Regions from separate parts of the Sus scrofa genome. Here region 2 is linked to region 1. A link is a contact called in public Hi-C data. All regions are on one chromosome and are shown on one strand. The core of a region is the stretch at or near the end of the contact, and the rest is flanking DNA. Distances in the headings are between cores, read along the strand shown. Region 1 holds the start of MCTP1 (multiple C2 and transmembrane domain-containing protein 1). Region 2 holds the start of ARSK (arylsulfatase K).

What was found. A called contact is a pair of places that touch in the nucleus more often than the background predicts.
Region 2: a contact with region 1 is called in a Hi-C map of skeletal muscle, with 2.2 times the contacts expected there. The contact joins the promoter of ARSK here to the promoter of MCTP1 in region 1. A contact is called at or near these places in 1 of 5 promoter capture datasets (liver) and 5 of 47 Hi-C or Micro-C datasets (brain, embryonic fibroblasts and skeletal muscle).

The regions. Positions count from the first base shown.
Region 1 is chr2:101,918,198-101,923,230 of Sscrofa11.1, forward strand. MCTP1 (multiple C2 and transmembrane domain-containing protein 1) reads right to left here and starts at 1,953. Exons shown (of 22, transcript XM_021084534.1): 1 at 1,199-1,953. The coding sequence starts at 1,909.
Region 2 is chr2:102,161,576-102,166,608 of Sscrofa11.1, forward strand. ARSK (arylsulfatase K) reads left to right here and starts at 2,514. Exons shown (of 8, transcript XM_003354206.5): 1 at 2,514-2,784; 2 at 4,338-4,467. The coding sequence starts at 2,647. TTC37 (tetratricopeptide repeat protein 37) reads right to left here and starts at 2,445. Exons shown (of 43, transcript XM_021084546.1): 1 at 2,321-2,445; 2 at 1,693-1,832.

The sequences.
Region 1 (5,033 bases), core at 703-3,202:
TCAACTGAAAGCCCATCTATTCCCATATCTTACTCTTCAACACATGGCCTTCTATTTTTTATGACCTAGATTTTATTTATTTATTTAGTCTTTTTGTCCTTTCAGGGCCGCACCCGCGGCATGTGGAGGTTCCCAGGCTAGGGGTCTAATAGGAGCTGTAGCAGCTGGCCTACACCACCGCTCACTGCAATGCCAGATCCTTAACCCACCGATGGAGGCCAGGGATCAAACCCACAACCCCATGGTTTTAGTCGGATTCGTTTCTGCTGCGCGAGGATGGGAACTCCTGACCCAGATTTTAATCTAATATTTTAATGTATGTCACTAACATAACAATCAGAGTCAAAATAATGAGAATTTAAATAAGAGGTATTGGAAGAAAAGAGTTCACTATGTGCCTGGCAGAATGTGAATTTCAAAATATATTTGCTAGCATTAACGCAATTCGATCAACATTTACAAGAAGGGGTATCACTTCTACAAAACCCTACAAAATCAAGGGAATAAAAGCAGCCGCTCAGTGGAACGCCTTTCATAACCTACAAGTGCATTTTTACTTGATTCTTGCCTGACCAAAGAATCAATATGACGTGTAAAGCAGCATAATTTAGCCGCAACTGCTTCATCTGACTATTAAAACTTAGCAAAGGCCATGTTTAACTCGGAAGAGATGCTCACAGGGACCACTTGTTGGGTAATGATTCACTGGCAGCAGGAAGCTTTGCTGAGGGAGGGCGGGAGGATGAGCTGCCTTAGGCTTAAAGGGTTTCCCCAAACATGACCTCAGGTTTGTCATCAATTCACCTCTCCGCATTCCTCATTTTACCTGCAAGTTGATAGGTTTGTTTTTCTTTTGACAAAACGAGACCTAGTTGGACAGTCCTTTTAGGAGACCTCCAAAAACAGTACCCATTTTTTGTCTAACTTTCTTCCTCTATTTTGCTACCATTCATACTTCCACGTTCACTGGCAACTGAGAAAGCTTCAAACAGCTTCTAGCAGTAGGTACTATTTCTGTCAAAAGTAAAGTCAAAGCGCAAGTCAGAACTCTACTAAGCAGGAGCGGGATGCTTTCTTTCCATTGTTTGAAGTACCCACAGCCGACCCTACCCCTAGCTACTCCCAGGGTCTCGATCGCCCGCAGCTGGAGGCGTGGCCCCGCGCACTTAGGCTCCGGCCGCGCCCACCTGTCACTCACCGGACTGCTGCTGCGCTCCTCGCCCTTCTCCGGGGTCCGCGGCTCTGCTGGATTTGGTGCTGGCTCTGTGCGAGGCGGCGGCGGCTCCAGCAGCTGCTCCAAGCAGGCGGTGCCCGGCAAGGAGGAACTCTTCTGATGGCACAAGTGCGCCGCGGGGGCCTCACGCCGCGCACCCGCATCTCCGGCACGGGCTCCCCTTGGGGGCGGCTGGGGCGAGGATGACAGGGAGGATGAGGCAGAGGATGAAGAGGGAGCTGAGTCCGGGGAACGTCCACCAGGAGGCGTTGCACCAGCGGCTGCCACCGGTCCCCTTCCCGCGGGAAACAAATGCTCGCGGATCCGGCGGCGCAGCGTGGACCCCTGCTCCGCTCTGCCTGCACCACGGGGCTCGAGAGGCTCCGGCGACGAGCAGCACAGGTTGGGCTGGGAGGAGGAGAAGACGCGGTCCAGCACTTGCTTCCGTTTCTTGAAGCCGCTCCACCTGCTGCCCGCGCCACCCAAGCCTGCCAGTCCTTCCCGCCTGGCCCCCGGGAGTGGAGGAGAGGGCGACGGGGTGTCCGCAGTGCGGCGCTCGGGGGCCCCCGCGCGCCCGCTCCCGCCGCCCTTGCCCTTGCCCACTCCCAACTGCAGGTTCTTCCAGAGCCGGGCCTGGAAGGAGGAGGACGCCGCTGCAGGCTCGGGCGAGCCCGCCGCGGAAGCTCGGGGCTCCATCCTCCACCCCCTGCTCCTCCTCTCTCCACCGCCTCCTCCTCCTTCTCCGCCCTCTCGGGCTGCGTCTCCTCCCGGAGCCCCGCGGTGGCGGCGGCGGCGGCGGCGGCGGCGGACGCAGCAACAGAAGCCAAGAGTGCAGGGAGGCTTCAGGCCAGCCCTGGGGAAAGACGACGCCGCCGCGGAGGCTCTCCGAATTCGGGACTCCCGCGCCGCCTCTTCCTCCCGTACCTGCGGGGGTGGGCTGGCCCTGTACCCAAATCTCGGTCTCAGCAAAGTTTCTAGCTCTGAGTTCCGCGGCTCCAGTCCACTGGAGTCCCCCAGGCCGCTCCCTGGCTCTTTCTCCTCACTGGCTCCCGGCTCGAGAAGCTACACGCACCCGGGCGTACGCGTCCAGCTACGCCAGGGACCGCACCCGATGCCCTCCGGACAGCACCTGTCAGCGGCGGGGGCGGCTGCCTCCAAACGGGACGCGCGTGCGACTCACACAACAGGAAGGATTGGGCTGATGACACTCGGTGCGCCCCGGCACCATCCTCCAGCTCCCGGGTGGGAGGGCGGGTTGGAGACAGCCGGGTGGAGTTGGGTAGGGACCGGAGCCAGCTTGCTCCCCAGGATCTGGCCACAGTTGCCCTCGAAGCCAGCTTTGGGCGGGCCCCGCTAGACAAGCCCTCTGGCAATCATCTGAGTCCACTAAAGTGAGCTACAGTGAAGATTAAGCTCCTTGACTGGGTCCTCTGGAGCATCTAGTGTCCACACCGAGAGGTGAACCCAACCGGGTTGTGATGCTGATCGCCGGTGCCCCCGCCCCGATGCGTGCCTGGAGTCTAAGAGTTTGATTTCTTCTGTCTAGACTTCATCCCCATCCACCCCTCCCCGCTCTTAGCTTGTGCGTTATTTTCTCTTGCGATCAGGGTCCAGAGGTTTACGGAGTCTGACAGTAAAGCTGGCCCTAAAGTTGCAAGGAGTTTACCATGGAGAAAGACGTGGAGGATGCTCACTGCTTCTGACTCCTTTCCAAATGAAGAAAAGCTTCTTTTCTCTTAAGTGCATTTTCCTGTGGTTACTCGCAAAGCAAATGGGAAAAGTTTGTAACTCCCATTAAGACTTTGCTTCTCCTGAAATCTACTGCTTCAGAGGTCTTCTGATTCTACTGCGAGCCTCTTGAAAGGCAGGTAACATTGTGCCCCTTCCCACCCACTGCATTCTGCACTCCAAAATGCAGAAAACTCGGAAGAGCTTTGACACAGTACTGATTCCAGTCTCCTCTAGCAAGCGGTATGCCCTAGACATGTCACCAATATCTTTAAGCTTTTTATTTTTCTATTTTTCTTACCTTTACTTTTTTTTTTTTTTCCTTTTTTCCTTTTCCAGGCATGTGGAAGTTCCTGTGCCAGGGATGCAATCTGAGCCCCATCTGTGACTTAAGCCACAACTGCAACAGTTAGGGATCCTTCTAGCTGGTGCTTCTAGCTGGTGATCAAACCCAGAATGGAGCCTGCAACACCATAGTGGCAATGCCACAGAGACAAGCTGAATCATTAAACCACTGATCCACAGCAGGAACTCCCATTTTTCTTACCTTTATAACAAATATTTATTGAGCACCTAGTATGTGTCCAGCAATACAATAAGCTCTGGGGATGCAGCTGTGACAATGGCACAGGGCCCCACCCTCATGAAGCCCATCTTTCAGTGGGAGAATCAAACATAATTCCTAATGGTAAAAAGTCTCATGGAGAAAATAAAATAGAGTATCAAAATAGAGTGGTTATGGAGGTAGGTTGCCAGATAAATTGCAAGACATCAAATTAAATTTGAATTTCACATCAACAATGAATGGATAATATCTGAGTTTCTGTATGCCCCAAACATTGTGCAAGACATACTAAAATACTATTGTTTATCTGAAATTCAGTATTACCTGGATGTTGTGTATTTTTATTTGCTAAATCTGACAATCCTATAGAGGGTTTTTGGTTTTTTGACAACATGTATACAGGAAGAGTCCCTCTGAGAAGCTAAAATTTGAGTTGAAACTTAATGGGGACAAATAGCAACCACTGAAAGATCTGGTTACAACATTCCAGGCAGAAGGAACAGCAGGTGCAAAGGCCCCAAGGCAGGAAGCATCTTGGCTGGGCATGATCAAGGACAGATGAAACCACTGAAAATAATGTGGAATAGAGTAGGTAGAGGTGGAAAGAGATGGAAGGGAAAGAAATGAGTAGGCTTCTGGAGGGGTGTTTCCTACAGCCATAGGAAGAACTTGGGTCCCCTGTAAGTGAAATGAGGAGCCATTAGAGTGTTTTTAAACATGACAGTCAAGTGACATCATTTAATAATACCTACTTCACAGGGCTGTTTCAAAGATTAAGTGAAAAAGGACTCATTCAGTGCCTGAGGCTTTTCCACATGAGTCACATTGAAAATAACAACCACAAAAAATTACCTCAATATAGAGCTACTCTGAGAGCTTCCCCCAAAAAGAAACTGCTATATCCAGAAATCTTCTATGCCATAGAGGAAAAATAATTGTTACAAATTTTTCTAAGACATCCCAAATGAAAGCACAGAAAAAATAAGTAAAGAAATATAGGATTACTATGGCAAATTTAGAAGAAATGACCACCCCTTCTTACCAAAGCTCCTTACAAGTATGTCAAGTTTGATCACATTTATATGATATAGAGCCATAGACACATGGAGATATCTCTACACAATTCAACCTTATTAGGAAGGTGATGGATAAAGTAATATTTGAGCAGAAACTCAAATGAAGTGAGAGAGAGAACCAAGTAGTGAGTCTAAGGGAAAATTTTCCCAGGAAGAGGGAGCATTAAGCCAAAGAGGCTGAGGCAGGAACCAACAGCAAGAAAGGCAAAAGAGCTGGAGCTGAGAGTAAGAGGAGGGTGGGAGAAGAAACTACTGCAGAGTCAACAGTGAGGACTTTGGACTTGGGTGGGTTGGGAAGTCACTGGAGGGCTCTGAGTAGAGTTTCTCTGTAATCCAGCTAGCATTTTAAGACTCACTCTGGCCTCTATGTTGACAGTAAAGTACAGGAACAGACTTTAGGTAGGGGCTATCACTATAAACACGTTAAGCAACAATGGTGGCTTTGCTGGAG
Region 2 (5,033 bases), core at 1,264-3,763, 240 kb after region 1:
TCTACTACTCTCTTTTATTTCCTAGTATCTAGTACATTGTGGATATTTAACAAGTAGTCACAAAACCACAGCAGGTGAAGACAATACTGAATTTATTCCATATAGTCACTAACTGCACATTTAGCCTTCTTTTCTTAGGGCAGAATATAGTGCTGCTGGTATTCTGGATATAAAAAACGAACACACAAAACAACCAAAAACACTATGAAGAACCAAAACCTAGACCAAAACTTTCAACTGATCTGAACCACAGAATTAAGTATTTCACTAAAAAAATCCCCCTCATGTACAAATCTTTAACTGATGACTTAAACATATACATAATGGAGCCCTACCCTCACTACAAGACACTATATATAACATGTACACACTGAGAGATGCCCAAAGACAACTCAAAAGTACCTTTTTCGACAGGGTAAGCTACTGACTAGTAAACATGCTTTATGTCCAGAAAAGAGTGATCAAATAACAAACAAACCTGAAATTACCTAAGTACCCAAAGGAAATGGGGAAGGCCCGGGGGAAAAAAAATTGGTGGGGAAGGTGAGAAGGGCTGTTGCAAGGCAGAGATTATCCATGTAAAACTGGAGATAAACAGACTAATGAACCAGACTTGAGTTCAAAATAAGAATTTTCAATAATGAGACCTGTACAAATATGGAATGGGCTGCTCAAACGAAGTGTGTTTCACATCACCACATCACCGGAGATGAAAAGGCACAGACTGCATAATCCACTTGGCAGGGATATTCACTGCAGGACAAACTGAATTCCAGAGGAGAAGTACGACTAGCTAGAAGTCTCTTAGATCTTGCAACACAATATGTCTGGGGCCCTAAAATACCACCTTGCTCCAACCCACTGAGCATGTGCTCCCACTGACACTGCCGAGGGGAGAGAGAGGAGCAAAAAGATGTGTCTCTGTCATCCTGACCAGGAATTCAGAATACACAGCCTGTGAAAACAAGGTCAGAGAGTAAACAATTTACAAAATCAATACTACACCATAGCTAAAATTAAATATATTTTTTATGAATCTAAATGTCAGTCAACACTGTCTCTATGGGAAAATGTGTTTTAGAGTCCAAATTAACTCAAAACAGATATTTGAAACATCCTGTTCATGAAAGAGCCTATGCGTATTACCTTTCAGGCTGTATTATTACTTCACTTTTTTCCCCTAGAATGTGAGTTCCTTTTACATATACTTGTATGCTCCCACAGATCTGCTTTATTAACAAGGCTACTTGGCTAACAGAGAGTAAGTTCTCTAGAATGCCATGACATTTTGCAATCAGAGACAGACCACTGCAATAAGTTAGGGCATGGACTACTCAAATTCAACTCCTACTCAGAATGGCTCCCCGTGTAACCTTGGACAAGTCATTTAACCTGTCCAAGTCTCAGTTTTCCTATCTGAAAAAAAAAAAATGGTGAAAATGAGGATTACACAAAATATTCCATGTACAAGTACCATGCACACATTAAGTACTCAATAAATGCTCGGTATAATGATCAGCACATAATAAGTGTCATGTGAGTATTAAATAACTTCTGTCCCTTTTTCCAATTATTTTACGCAAAAAAGTCAGATATTAGCATTAAAAGTTGACTTTATGTAAATAAACACTACGATTCCTCCTTTTCTTGTCAAAACATTAAAACGACAAACAGGACACACTAATTACATACCTGAAACTGTAATAATGAAATCAGGAATTTGGCTCTGGGACATAAATTTGCTTCTTCCAGATTTCTCCAAAGAAGTCCAAGAGTCAAAAGGACCAGTGATTTCTTCAAAACCACGGCAGCAAAACAATGGAATTCTGAACCTACGTCAGTTAATCGAACACGTCACATAGCCCAACATTTCTTCCCCCGAAAACCCGTTCAGCTTCCCTCCTTTGCACTCTGAAGGCAAGGCGCACCCAAGCTTATCCCCACCTAGAGCCGAAACTTTTCTTACTAGGCCCCGCTCCTCACTTCAACGGAGCATAATAAATCCTTACCGTACGAGCAAAGCGGGAAATAGGATGAGGCAATCTATAAATATGCTTGAGAGGAAGGTATTCGAGGGGACCACAGAGTGGCCATATGGTAGCTTAGGCGGTCCAGACAGAGGCCCCACAAAGAACCACCCAATCCAATTTAAGTGACCGCCACCTCATCATCGCCCCGTTCACGGTCTCACCTAACACTCTGTCATGATTGCTCCGCGCAAAAAGAGCAGCCTCGGCACCTGTCCCTTTCTCTCTGTAGGTATCATTTCAATTGCCTACAGTAGCCAACTCTGCAGAAAGCTAGATCAACCAAAACCCACCTGGGCAATGATTCTCCTACAGAAGCTCTGTGTGGAGCCAGAGCGCAGGCGCACTTCCCAGGCATGGCTCATGTGACTGGAAGTAGCTGGATTTCGGTTCGCTCAGTGTTTGATTAAAAGGTCTTAACGTGAGTTGGGGGGGAATAAGGGAACACCTACTTTGCGCATGTGCTCATTCCAAGCCTGATGGGAGTTGTAGTTCTGCCAATGAAGCTTGGAGGAAGCCGAACTGCGCTCTATGGGATCCCCGCCCTCGTCCTCACCCAAGCGAGTTCCCAGAGGCAGGGGCGGACCCAGCGGCCCCGCTCTCAGAACAGCGCGCTGAAATGCTGCTGCTGTGGGTGTCGGTGGTTGCCACCTCGGCCCTGGCAGCACCAGTTCCTGGGGCAGGTGGGCTGAGGCAGGGAGCAGTTCAGGCTTGGCCAGATGCGCCTAACGTGGTGCTAGTCGTGAGCGACTCCTTCGTAAGTACCGAGAGGCAGGGGAGGGGGTGCCACGCTACACTCCCTCCACCGGCCCACAGCCCTTCCTGTGCTGCAGGCTTTGGGGAGCAGAATCTGAGACTTTCAAACAAGCTTTATACCCCGATGCAAAGTAAGAAACGTTTTGAGGCCCCGTACACAAAGTACGTGCACCACATAAATATGCATATAACACAGTAAATAAAACGCACTCCGATTAGCATCTTTACAAAAAAAGTTTTAATTGCTGGCTACGACCCACTAAATTATCTTACCACTAGTAAACTTTCCATCCATACACCCGCTTGATTCAGTTGTGGGGGAAAATAACTTTCTGCATCATCATAAAAGCCTGTTAGCTTTCCAGTCAGTGATCAACGTCATAAAGTATGAAGTTTTCTATTTATAGGTAACGATCTTGTACAAAGAAAATCCTAGGGAATCCACACCAAACTTTTAGAACCAATAAGTCTAGCAAAGCTATAGGATATAGGATCAACATATAAAATCATTAGGGAAATGCAAGTCAAAACCACAATCAGACACCAATTCACACCACCAAGATGTGATAATCAAAAAGACACATTTTGGGGGAGGGGAAATAGAAAGTCTAATTTTCTTATCTTTAAAGGCAAAGTTGGAACACACAGCTTAAAAAAGAAAAAAGGACTCCAGTCTTTTATAGTCTATCAATATTCCTTTGATAAGAAACTTTAAAGGGATATTTCTGAAAGCCCCATATTTGTATTAAAAGAGGTTTATCAAAAGATGAACAATTACCTCAGTTTCATCCTTTCTTGCTGAAACACAATGCTCGTATGTCTAAAATTATAATGTCAATGATACTTAGAAAAAAGAAAGACTTTTTTTTTTTTGCTCCTTCCAAGAAGAATTCTTTAATTCCCAATTCCATTCCACTATGCATTATCTCCAACCCAAACATCTCTTCTAATATCCAGGCTCATTTATCTAGCTGCCTAATTGTTATCCCCATGTATGTCTTGCAGAACACTTTACATGCCCCTTAAATTATTTTGAATGGCTGATCTTTATCATTCTTTAGGTCTCACTTCCTAAAGAAGCCTCCCCAGTTCACTCTATGAAAGTAGGTCTCCCTTCTTATTCTGTATCTTAGGTTTTTTTCAAAACACCTATCACAATAATTTGTAATTATTCTTGGTTTATTTATGAGTATGTTTTTTGCCTTCCCCACTAGACTGTAAGCTTCATGAGGACAGGGACTCTGTTTTTATTCACCGTCATATCTCTAGATCTTTCACGGTGCCTGGCACATAATAAATCAATAAACATTGTCTCAATCAGTCCTTTATCCCCCTAAAGAAACTTTCCGGGAAGCCCTTTAACATATTTACTATCTTCAAATAGATCGAAGTATCACACTACATTGAATTTTCAATATTATGAACCAGAGAATGATAACAATCACTGTACTTGTTTTTATCTTTTGAGGATTCTTGGGCTCATCCTGAAGTCTTTTGCTGCTTGTGAATTTTATGGTTAAAATTACAGGAAATGCTTTTCTTCTTTTATTCCAGGATGGAAGGCTAACATTTTATCCAGAAAGTCAGGTAGTGAAACTACCTTTTATCAACTTCATGAAAGCACATGGCACTTCCTTTCTGAATGCCTACACAAACTCTCCAATCTGTTGCCCATCACGTGCAGGTATGAATACGCTTAATATTGCTAGAAGTGGCCTCACACTGAAAATGTTTTCACAGCTTAAAAGATTATACCTGGAGTTCTCTGGTGGTCTAGTGGTATGGTTCAGGTCACTGCTGTGTTTCAGGTTCGATCCCTGGCCCAGGAACTTCCGCATGCCACAGGTATGGCCAAAAAAAGTATTAAATTAAAATTTAAAAAATTGTAATAGCACTTCAGGTACAAAAGTCATGACAAGGTTCTTTTTTTTTTTTTTTTTTAAAGATCACACCCAAAAATGGAGTAGTAAGTCATATTTGGCATCTCAAAAAAAATTTTTTTAATATATGTGATGTATGTTTTAAAGTATGTATTGGGCTTTTTTAAGAGTAGGAATTTTATCACCCAAAATGGTGTTTACTTTATGTGTTATCATTTCATTTCCCTGTGACTCATGACTAAGAATCTTATGACTATCCAAGCAAATTAGGAAACATTTTTTTTCCAATAAGGGTTCTGTTTCCAAGGAAATTTTGCAGTTAAGAGACAGAAAGTTGCGAGGGGACTTCAGAGTACACCACAAAGTAGTT